Regions from separate parts of the Rattus norvegicus genome. Here region 1 is linked to region 2. A link is a contact called in public Hi-C data. All regions are on one chromosome and are shown on one strand. Each heading gives the region's core, a stretch centred on a gene start, on an enhancer-like site or on the middle of the called end of the contact. The rest is flanking DNA. Distances are from core to core; before and after follow the strand shown.

Region 1 (5,254 bases), core at 463-2,962, 140 kb after region 2:
ACAGAGAGACCAGACATCATGAAGATGGGAGATGAACAAAAAAACCAACAAAGAATGCTACAACCCAGGAACAGAAAGACATGGACTAAACATGGACTGAGGAATGAACATTTCCCTAGTTGATATACCAAGGGGGCAATAAGCATGCGAACAGATGTGTAATATCTTTTCTATAATCTTAGAAATACAAATAAAAATCACAGCAATTCGTTGTCCCTATTATCAAAAAGTAAAAGATAAAAGTTGATGAAGGCTTGGAGACACTAGAATCCTTGTGCTGTGTTGGTGGGAATGAAAATGGCACGGTTGCTAAGGAAAAGAGTGCGGAGGTTGCAAACAGACAGACAAACAACAACAAAAACAAAAAACCTGACTTTGACACCATGAGGCTGAGATGGTTAGCTGTAATGAATCAACCTGATACATATTAGAATCATCTGGAAAAGAGTTTCTGTGAGGGCTTGTCTTTATTGAGTTGGCCTGTGAGTGTGTCTATGGGGGTTTGTCTTGATTATGTCAGCTGATACGGGAAGACTCAGCCCACCATGGGTGGTATCAGTCTCTAGTCGGGGGACTCAAACTGTAAGAGTAGAAAAAAAGCTGAGCTCAAGCAGGCAAGCAAGCAAGCAAGCAAGCAAGCAAGCAAGCAAGCAAGCAAGCAAGCAAGCATGTTTGCACTTGTTTCTCTGTATTCCTTACTGTGGATGTGATGGGACTAGCTTTTTAAAGTTTCTGTCTTGGTTCCCCCCAATGGTGAACTGTAATCTGGAAATATAATCCCTTTCTTTCCTGAGTTGCTTTTTTGACTGAAGCGTTTTATCACAGCAACAGAAAGAAAACAAAAATGAGAATGTGTGTGTGTGTGTGTGTGTGTGTGTGTGTGTATGTGTCTCCAGGGTAACTGAAAGGGTGGAAGAATACTCAGGTTCACAGCAGCACTAGTCACCATAGACAGCTGGGAGAAGCAACACAGATGTTCACTGATGGATGAGGGAATAAACAAAATGTAGCAATTGGATACAATGTTTATCCCTAAAATGGAAGGGAAACCCTGACACTGCTACAGCCTGGAGGACCTGAGCACATTACATAAAGCGAGCCAGCCACAAAAGACAAACGCTGCATGACTCTGCATGTTTGGGGAACCAAGAGTCACCAGAGTCACACAGAGTGGAATGGGATTGCCAGGCTCAGGGGCAAGTGTGATTGTTGGAAGATTTTGAGGGCGGCCAGATTTACCTGGTCTGGAATTTTTACACAGAAACACGAGCTGCAGAATCGGTTGCATACTTAGAAATGGGTACATGGACAAAATGTGTTACAAGTTTACTACAGTTACTAATTTAAAAATGCTTAGGGAGATCACACCAATACAAATGGAGTGCTTTTGAATGCGAATGAGAGATGATGTTGAAAAACAGAAGGCTGGAAGAGTCCATTGAATCGCACTGTTGGGGGCACAGAGAAACCTTAGGGAGGCAAGATAGAACTCACCAGCACTTGTAAAGGTCTGCCTGACAGCAGCGTTGGAAGGATCAGAAACAAATTTTATGTCTTATAACTCGGTAAAAATACGTGGGAAAAACTACAGGGAACAAGCACTTGAGAAGTCTTTATCCTCCCTTAAACATTTCCTTGGTTTTGTCTTCTCTAAACTGCCTTAGTGCACACTGGCAAAAGCACACAGAAAATCTATCCTGGTTGGGTGTTTCCAGACTGGCCGACTCCGGTGCTGCCACCTACTGGTCACTTCTAGACCGTCATGGATTTAAGCTTGCCCAAGCCATTCTGTTTCATGCCAAATAATTACAATTTAAGAATATGACTGAAATGGTTTTAGTAAATTACCTTAAGATGTATCTCTCAGACACTGGGCGTGGTGGACTCTGCCTGTAAGCCTAGCTGCCCCAGATGCTGAGGTGGGATGACTGAACCTTCAGCACGTAACCTGGACAATAGAGAGGGCAAGGCCAGCCTGGATAACTTTGCCAGTCTGTCTCAAACTTAAAAGTGAAAAGGGAGTTGCCAATGTAGCACAGAGGTGGAGCACTTGCATACATGTGGGAGGCCCTGAGTTGTTGGGTTTTGTTTTTGTATCTAGGTAACATATAAATCACATTAAAAAGCAGAGAAATGTATAAACGGATGTCTGTACCCCAGAGCCACCTCCTTAGAATAAGAAGATTACAGAGCAGAAGCATCGTCCACTGCTTGGATTCTGATAGAGGTCCCTTGGCATGTTGACAGGGAACAGAATGGAGAAAAACCTTAAATTAGTTTGGAAAGTCCTGGGTTTTAAAAAGTAAAGCAAGGTCATTTTTTTTTGCAGAATTCCTTAGGAATTTCCCCCAGCTGAACACAGGGACTTTGCACCAGGCTGTGCCTTTTGGGAACATGTGTCAGTTAAGACATTTTTGGGAACAGAGACACTGATCCATGTCATCCTGCCCGAACTCCAGAAAATACAGTAAGTTTTCATGTCATTTCAAGAGGGCGGGGTAACTTCAGATATTAGGTTAAAAAAATAGGGGTTAATAATTACAGTGGCAAGTTGATTGGAGTCAAAGGACATTTCAACTTCAATGATCATGGCATTGTGTGAATGGATTATGCATATGCTAGTTTTCTCCATCATATTGCTGTGTGAGTCTGCCCACGGTTTTCTTGATCTTGGCCATTTTCAGTTGCATTGAGGATGTGTTGTTGTGATCTCTCGCAGATTCCCGGAGAAACAAGGCAGAGAGTAAATCTATTAATCTTGAATGAACTGCTCCTAACAGTCTGCAGTGCTGACTCAGTAACTATTGGCCATTTCTTTTGGTTCTTTCTCAAAGTTAACATTGATTGATTCTGAGATTAGGCGTTTAGTATTGACGTAAGCTAGAAGTTGAACTGTAGCCACCCAGTATTTATAAGTCCAGTCATTTCAAGGCTGTCCTGTGGTACAAGGCTGGGTCGGTGATGATGTGATGGATTGGAAGATGGGAGGGAGAAACGTCTGGAAGCAGCTGGACCTTGAGTGTGATTCAGAGGAGAAGGCTGTGGTTGGGCTGTTGTTCCAGAGATATGGAAGAAACTGAGAAAAGGCTCAGAGCCAGGAGAGGAAGAACCCAGGGCAAAAGGAGCCACACAACAACAAATTTAGCTGTTCTGGAAGGCGAAGGCCAGGACAGGGGGGATATGAAGACAGCCAGAAAGGGCTTTGAAAGAAAGACTCATATATGTGGGTTTGGCTGGAGGTGTAGTCACAGTAAACTCCAGGTCATTAGAGGATGAGGTCAAAGTGATAAACATGGGACACAGAGAGAAAATGAGAAAGATAATGTCTGTGGGAAGGTGCAGTCCTATAAGCACAGAAGAGCGGGCAATGATACATTCATAATAGACTTGACATTGGGTAAGTGGGTATTTGTTGGATGTGTGCACAGGAATGGGCGAGGATTGGCCAAATAAAGGAGAATTACAGAACTAGTTATAAGAATCTATAATCAACACAGAATCTGTCAGAGACTTCCTGGGGGAGGAGGAGGGAAGACCCAAGGGGAATAATAGTAATTTCAAACACACATGTGGGAATGAGGTAAGCGCAATGCCAGCTGCTCCTGTGATGAAGTCACAGAAAAAGAGGGATGCACATAAGATCCTTGCTCAGGAAGAGGGATGCACATAAGATCCTTGCTGTGGAAGAGGGATGCACATAAGATCCTTGCTCAGGAAGAGGGATGCACATAAGATCCTTGCTCAGGAAGAGGAAGTGCACATAAGATCCTTGCTGTGGAAGAGGGATGCACATAAGATCCTTGCTCAGGAAGAGGAAGTGCACATAAGATCCTTGCTCAGGAAGAGGGATGCACATAAGATCCTTGCTCAGGAAGAGGGATGCACATAAGATTCTTGCTCAGGAAGAGGGATGCACATAAGATCCTTGCTCAGGAAGAGGAAGTGCACATAAGATCCTTGCTCAGGAAGAGGGATGCACATAAGATCCTTGCTCAGGAAGAGGAAGTGCACATAAGATCCTTGCTCAGGAAGAGGGATGCACATAAGATCCTTGCTCAGGAAGAGGGATGCACATAAGATCCTTGCTCAGGAAGAGGGATGCACATAAGATTCTTGCTCAGGAAGAGGGATGCACATAAGATCCTTGCTCAGGAAGAGGGATGCACATAAGATCCTTGCTCAGGAAGAGGGATGCACATAAGATCCTTGCTCAGGAAGAGGAAGTGCACATAAGATCCTTGCTGTGGAAGAGGAAGTGCACATAAGATTCTTGCTCAGGAAGGGGAAGTGCACATAAGGTCCTTGCTCAGGAAGAGGAAGTACACATAAGATCCTGCTCAGGAAGATAATGCATTTGTTCACACTCCCCACCAAATCCTTACTACATGTCATACTATTGGTGGAGTAAAAGATATAGTCCCTGTAAAATATGCAACGCTTTGCGATATAAATATCAGGGAAACAGCCAGGAGTTAACAGTTCAAAAGAACACCTGTGGGAAAACCAATGCAGAGCCAGTCTGGAGGGCTGGATGGAAGTATGCTCAGTAGGAAACATCCCTCAGAGAGAGAGAGGTAAGCTACAGCACATGCAGTGGGATAGGCATACCTAAGGAGCAGGGAGCACAGACTCTTCTCCAAGGAAGGCTGGTTTTCTTCATGGCTTTTCTTTAGCACAACACAGACACCAATCAAGTTTGTGGCCAGAGGGTAACTGTTAACTGATTTGGAAGAGATGGGAGCTCCTGAGGGCTCCAGAGCTTTCCCCCTTTTCCTTCACCCATGTTGAACGCATGCTTGCAGATTGCTGATTTGAGGAATGCTAGTCATTGGTTCATTTGCACTTTAGAATATTTTCACGGCAGTTATATGTTTTCTTGGGGAGGTCAGCTCATGAAGGTCAATTCTCTTCTTCCATCAACTGGGTCATGGGGATCAAACAGGTCAGGTTGGGCCGAAAGCATTCTTTTTGGTCAAGCTACCTGTTGGCAAGGTATCAACGTCTTGATTTCATCCCACCGTGCACTATGCTGTGGGAACCTATAAGAGGGACAATAAGACCTGTTGGGTTAGGGATTGGGTTCATCGTGCTTGAAGAATGAGTTGTAAGAAATTTGAGGAAAGAATGCTGATTCTGATAGACTCGGTGATGCAGGGGCTCTTGAAAAGCTATGAATGACTGCCTTCAAAGGATGGCTTCCTTCCCTGTCATGGAGAGCTTCATTCCTGCAGAAAGGGAGATGTGAAAACACTGA
Region 2 (5,058 bases), core at 1,100-3,599:
GTATATTATTCAAGATAGATGAATGGATAGGTAGGTAGGTAGATAGGCAGATAGATAGGTAAATAGATATATAGATAGATAGATACATAGATAGATACAGGGTGTCCTGTAGCCATAGATAGATAGATAGATAGATAGATAGATAGATAGATAGATAGATGGATGGATGGATGGATGGATGGATGGATGGATAGATAGATAGATAGATAGATAGATAGATAGATAGATAGATAGATGGTGTCCTGTAGCCCAGGCTGGCCTCAAACTTGTAAACTTCCTGCCTCATCCTCCCCAGTGTTGAGATTCTAGGTCTTTATCATCAGGCTCAGTACCTAACTTTTTAAAAATTTTATTGATTTTTTTGAATGAATTTCCCATCATGTACTCAAGTCTTTTTAACAAGTAGGTACCAGCAGGGCATGGTGGCATACACTTTTCATCCCAGCACTTATGAAGCAGAAGTTGGTGGATCCCTGTGAACTCTAGGATAGTCTGGTCTACAGATCAGCTCCAGGTCTACAAAGTGAGAAACTGTCTCAGAAAAATCCCCAAACCACCACCGCAAACCAAATAGGCACCAATCATTACTGTGATTTCTGCATGCTGTAACTCTGCGCAGACGTTTCCAGGAGTGTAACTGCTCTGCAGTAAGCCAGGAGACATTTATACTTCATTGCACTCAAGATTTTGCCAAAGGCTGAGAGATGATGGCTTGGCCAGTAAGTAAACTCTTTTGGTCCTGAGCCTAACAACTTTAGTTCAATCCCTAGGACCTAGAGGATGGGAGGAGAAAACTCAGTCCCTACAAGTTGCACTGACAGCGTCTGCATTTGCACCATGGTGCACTCACCCACCCACCCACATATATATAATAAGCATGTAATTTAAAAGGATTTTGTCAAACTTTGCTTACTGTGGTAGGGGTCCTCTCCATCACTGTCTGGGTAACCTGCATACATTTTCTTGTCAGCCCTTTATAATAGTCACATCTGTGTCAGGTTGTCCTCTAACGCCTTTATCTTTATCTTTTTTGAGGTAGAGTCTTGCTGTGTCTCCCAAGCTGGCTTATGATCCTTCGTCACTGCAGGTGGATGGCCCTCTGCCTAAATCACATTAATTTCTTGGCAGGAGACTAGGAAGACCTTTTCTTATACACTCGGTCTCCAAGTCCACAAGTGGCCATCACAGGATACAGTAAAAATGAAGAATTAGGTTGGACAGAGCCCAGAACACAGATTGGATGATTCTCTTAGCACCCAGGGTTCACAAGTGCACAAAAGTCCAAGTGAGTGGTTGGAAAGTGCACCCGAAGGAGTACTTGAGGACAAGCAAGTGTGTCTACTCTGAGTCTCCTGACTAGTTTAGGTCACCTTCTGGATAGAACCTAGAACTCAAGCATGCTGAGTAAGAGTCCTTCCCTCTAGCTGTACCCCCAAAGTATTATTATTGTTATAGTTTTTTTTCTGGTTCAGGGATTAAAATGTCAGGGGTTAGAGTAGAAAAGGGTTTCTTAGAGAAAGAAATTGTCCATGATTGGCCATGGGTGGTGGATGGGTCATTGGAAACAGTGACAGGCAGAACAAATCAGCCCCCATTCTCCTGGACACCATTCCCAACAGTTCCAGGCCAGTGAGGAGGTCCTTTGCGGTCAGGCTGTCTCGGGATCTGTGGAAGGAGAGGCTGCAAATGATTCTGATTTCTGACACATTTGGGGCCTGACTATTTCTTCACAAATACAAGAAGAAGAAGAAGAAGAAGAAGAAGAAGAAGAAGAAGAAGAAGAAGAAGAAGAAGAAGAAGAAGAAGAAGAAGAAGAAGAAGAAGAAGAAGAAGAAGAAAGAATGAATATAGGAGAAAAAAAGTTAATTTTTTCCTCCTAAACATCAGAAAAAGTGAAACAGAGACTACTCGGCAGCAGTCAACAGACATTGGATCCGAGTGAGACAGACATCGAATCCCTGCCACCAGAAACGTCTGTTTGCCCCATCAGACCAGTTACAGACTCTTAAAAATAGGAGTTAGCTTTTACAAAATGCCACAATGAAGTGGGATTCTGTGTTATAAACTTTTGTTTTACTACGTTGGCTTAGTATTCTCTCACTCTGCTTAAATACCAAAGCCTGTTTCTGTGGTGCTCACAGTTCCTACCTAAAATTGTAACTTTATAAACTTTATAAAGTGGATCAGCTCTGGAGAAAGCCTGCTGGCTCTCCAGAAAGCCTTTAAACGGTATCGCCAGCATTCTCGGCCACCTAGCGGTAGAAATCTGAATTGCAAGCATCGCGCCAGTGTTGGGATGCTTATTTTAAACCACGGTTGAGGAGCTGGCCAGCAAATTCCAGCCTCCCAACCACAGTGGCCATGTGTGGTCGACTGTGGCTCCGTCATTCCTCTGGGGGGTTTGAGAGACCCAGAGAATCTTGACTACTTATGACTGCCTTTGTGGCTGGAGTGAACACAACTCCATTCCTTTAGAGCCGTGTGTACCAGAAAAATAGTGTACTCTATAAAACTTGGTTCAGAATGTTTTCTAGTTTTCGAATAGGATGAATATGAATCTCCCTCCTCCTCTTCTCCCCTCCTCCCCCTCTTCCTCCCTTTCTTCTTTCTTTCTTTCTTTCCTTCTTCCTTCCTTCCTTCCTTCCTTTCCTTCCTTCCTTTGTCTCTCTGATAAATATTCCAAAGAAGCAATTTAGGGTTATACTGTGGCCCCATCATGACAGCTAGCATGAGCGTGAGGCTGGTTTTGCATGTCTCAGGATCTGGAAGCTTTCTCTCTGGTTTTGTTTTGCTTTGTTTTGTTTTTGTTTTTGTCTAGATTTAATTGAGTTGACATAAAACTTGCCCATGATAGAACTGAGGAAACAAAGCACCGAAAAGCTCTGTTACCACCAGAAATCTTACACAGATCAACTGAAACCATAATAAAAAATCATGCAAGGAGGGCTCAACCAATGTTTCAGACTGTAGATTCCCATTTATAGCTTCTGGCCAAACAGTACTGTGATTCTAGATATTGCTTTGGCCATGAACAAACTTGGCTGTGGACATTGGCAAGCACTCCCAGCCTCAGTTTCTCTACTCTTAAAATCGGAAAGTGTCTGGAGTGCAGTACGAAATTAAATAACTCGCGGGCCAGATTGCGGTTTTGGAGCGGAGGTGAGGTGGCATTGTTCCCTTGGTTCCTCTGTTTGTAGGCACTTAATACCTCTGGAGAATGTGCTCACAACACCACCTGGGTGCATGAGCTCAGCCTTGAGTCACAGGACAGATCAACTCTGTGTGATTCACCTTCCTGGGGCTCCTTAGTCATCTATACTGGTCCAGACAAGGCTGCCCCCGCTGGGACTGCTCAAGTTTGCTTTGAGTCAAGTTGTGCTATTTACTGATAGTCTTCCCTAGATGTGTGGTGTTTGTGTATGGACCCGTGTGGCCAAGGTAACACACATGTTCTGGAGAAAGTTGTGAATCGCCAGAGACCTGGAAACTACTGTTCAGCTTGGAGGGACAGAGGCTGGTGAGTTTTGGGGTGCTCTCCAATATCTGCCCTTGCCACTGCAGCATCAGGGCTGCTACCAGCCATGAAGAACAACGTCAGCGGGTCCCTAACACTTTCCCTAAACACTAGACATTTTGGTAATAATGGCAGCCATGTCATAACTGTAAGCACAGTGTTGCTGTACTGGTGATGGATTTCCGTTGTGTAAATTTGACTTACTATTTGAACAAGCATCAAACTCACAAATTAGCGCTACTCTTTTATTTTTCGAAGAAGGGATTTTGAATTCACAGTTATTCATTGTGCATGTCAACAGGTCTCACTGTGACATTTCCACATAAGCAAGTGGGCTTTGGTCATAGCCACGTCCCCCACCCCCACCCCCAGCTCCCTTGTTCTTTTGTAATCACCTACTACACTCAATATTTAAATTCTGGCTTGCACACACAACAAGAAGGGGTGATGCTTGTCTTTTTCAGGCAGGACATTTGATTCTTCTGTCACCCCATGGTATCCAAGGAGACCCTTCCCCACAGATCACACAGTCCTCAGACTGTCAGGTTTGTGAATAATATGTCTTAGAACCTACAAACAACCCCCTGAATACTTTAAACCATCTCTAGCTGCTAGTGATGCCCAAAGAAGGATGGAGACACACAGTTGTTACAGTGTCATCTAGGGGTAGGGTAGGATACACAGTTGTTACACTGTCTTCTAGGGGAGGATGGAGATACACAGTGATACACTGTTATCTAGGGGTATGGTGGGATAAGGAAGAGTATAGACAGGTTCAGTAGAGTTGAATAATTTTTATTCAAGATCTTTTTGATCTGCAGTGATGGATGTATGTGGAATCTGCAAGTGCGAAGGACTGAGGGTGCACAGTGGTGAAAACCTTAGTTCTTGCATTCAGGTACCCCACCCACCCATTTCATGCTTAGCAGTGTCCCAGTCTGGGTGATAGACTAAAAAGACAATCTATTCTTCTAATGCCCACACCACTGCCTTCAGGAGACATCCACACGCACATAGTAAGTAGCCAGTGGCTATGAAGGCTTCCTTCTGACAACAGGGTCAGAGCCAGGTGACAGAGAGAGTAAATAAGGTAGGCTCTGGAGGTTGCCCGGGACTTTCTAGAATATCTGAATGCTTGTATGAAAACATATTTTAAAGATATAACTCCTCCTCCCCAGTGTAACTGTGGTTGGAAATGGACCTCTGTTGGAGGAGAGCTTGTCCACCGTGCATGAGGTCCTAGGTTAAGTTTCCAAATAAACCAGGCTTGGCGGAGAATCTTTCCATCCTAGCACTTGGGAGGTGAAGGCAAGAAGATCAGAAGTTCAAGGTCATCCTTGGCTATGCAGAGTGAGTTGAAGACTAGCCTGGGCTATGTGAGATCTCACCTCAAAAACAAACAACAAAAATCATAGGGGCAGTGAGATGGCTTTATGGGAGTGCTTCCCTGCAAGCCTGATGACGGACTCACATGGTAGAGAGAGAAAGAAGCAACTTCCCAAACATGTACACATTACACACACACACACACACACACACACACA

What was found. Hi-C and Micro-C count contacts between places; a contact is called where the count stands out from the background.
Region 1: a contact with region 2 is called in a Hi-C map of the A7r5 cell line, with 3 times the contacts expected there. The contact joins two enhancer-like sites. A contact is called at or near these places in 2 of 12 Hi-C or Micro-C datasets (the A7r5 cell line and Schwann cells).

The regions. Positions count from the first base shown.
Region 1 is chr4:181,905,064-181,910,317 of GRCr8, forward strand. No RefSeq gene overlaps it. Among named protein-coding and RNA genes, the nearest start is that of Pthlh, 23 kb to the right of the region's middle. Within about 2 kb of position 1,713, at least 4 of the 93 cell types and tissues checked have an H3K27ac peak or open chromatin away from gene starts, as enhancers often do. A contact at or near this core is called in the A7r5 cell line, where this site is marked.
Region 2 is chr4:181,767,227-181,772,284 of GRCr8, forward strand. No RefSeq gene overlaps it. Among named protein-coding and RNA genes, the nearest start is that of Klhl42, 35 kb to the left of the region's middle. Within about 2 kb of position 2,350, at least 5 of the 93 cell types and tissues checked have an H3K27ac peak or open chromatin away from gene starts, as enhancers often do. A contact at or near this core is called in the A7r5 cell line, where this site is marked.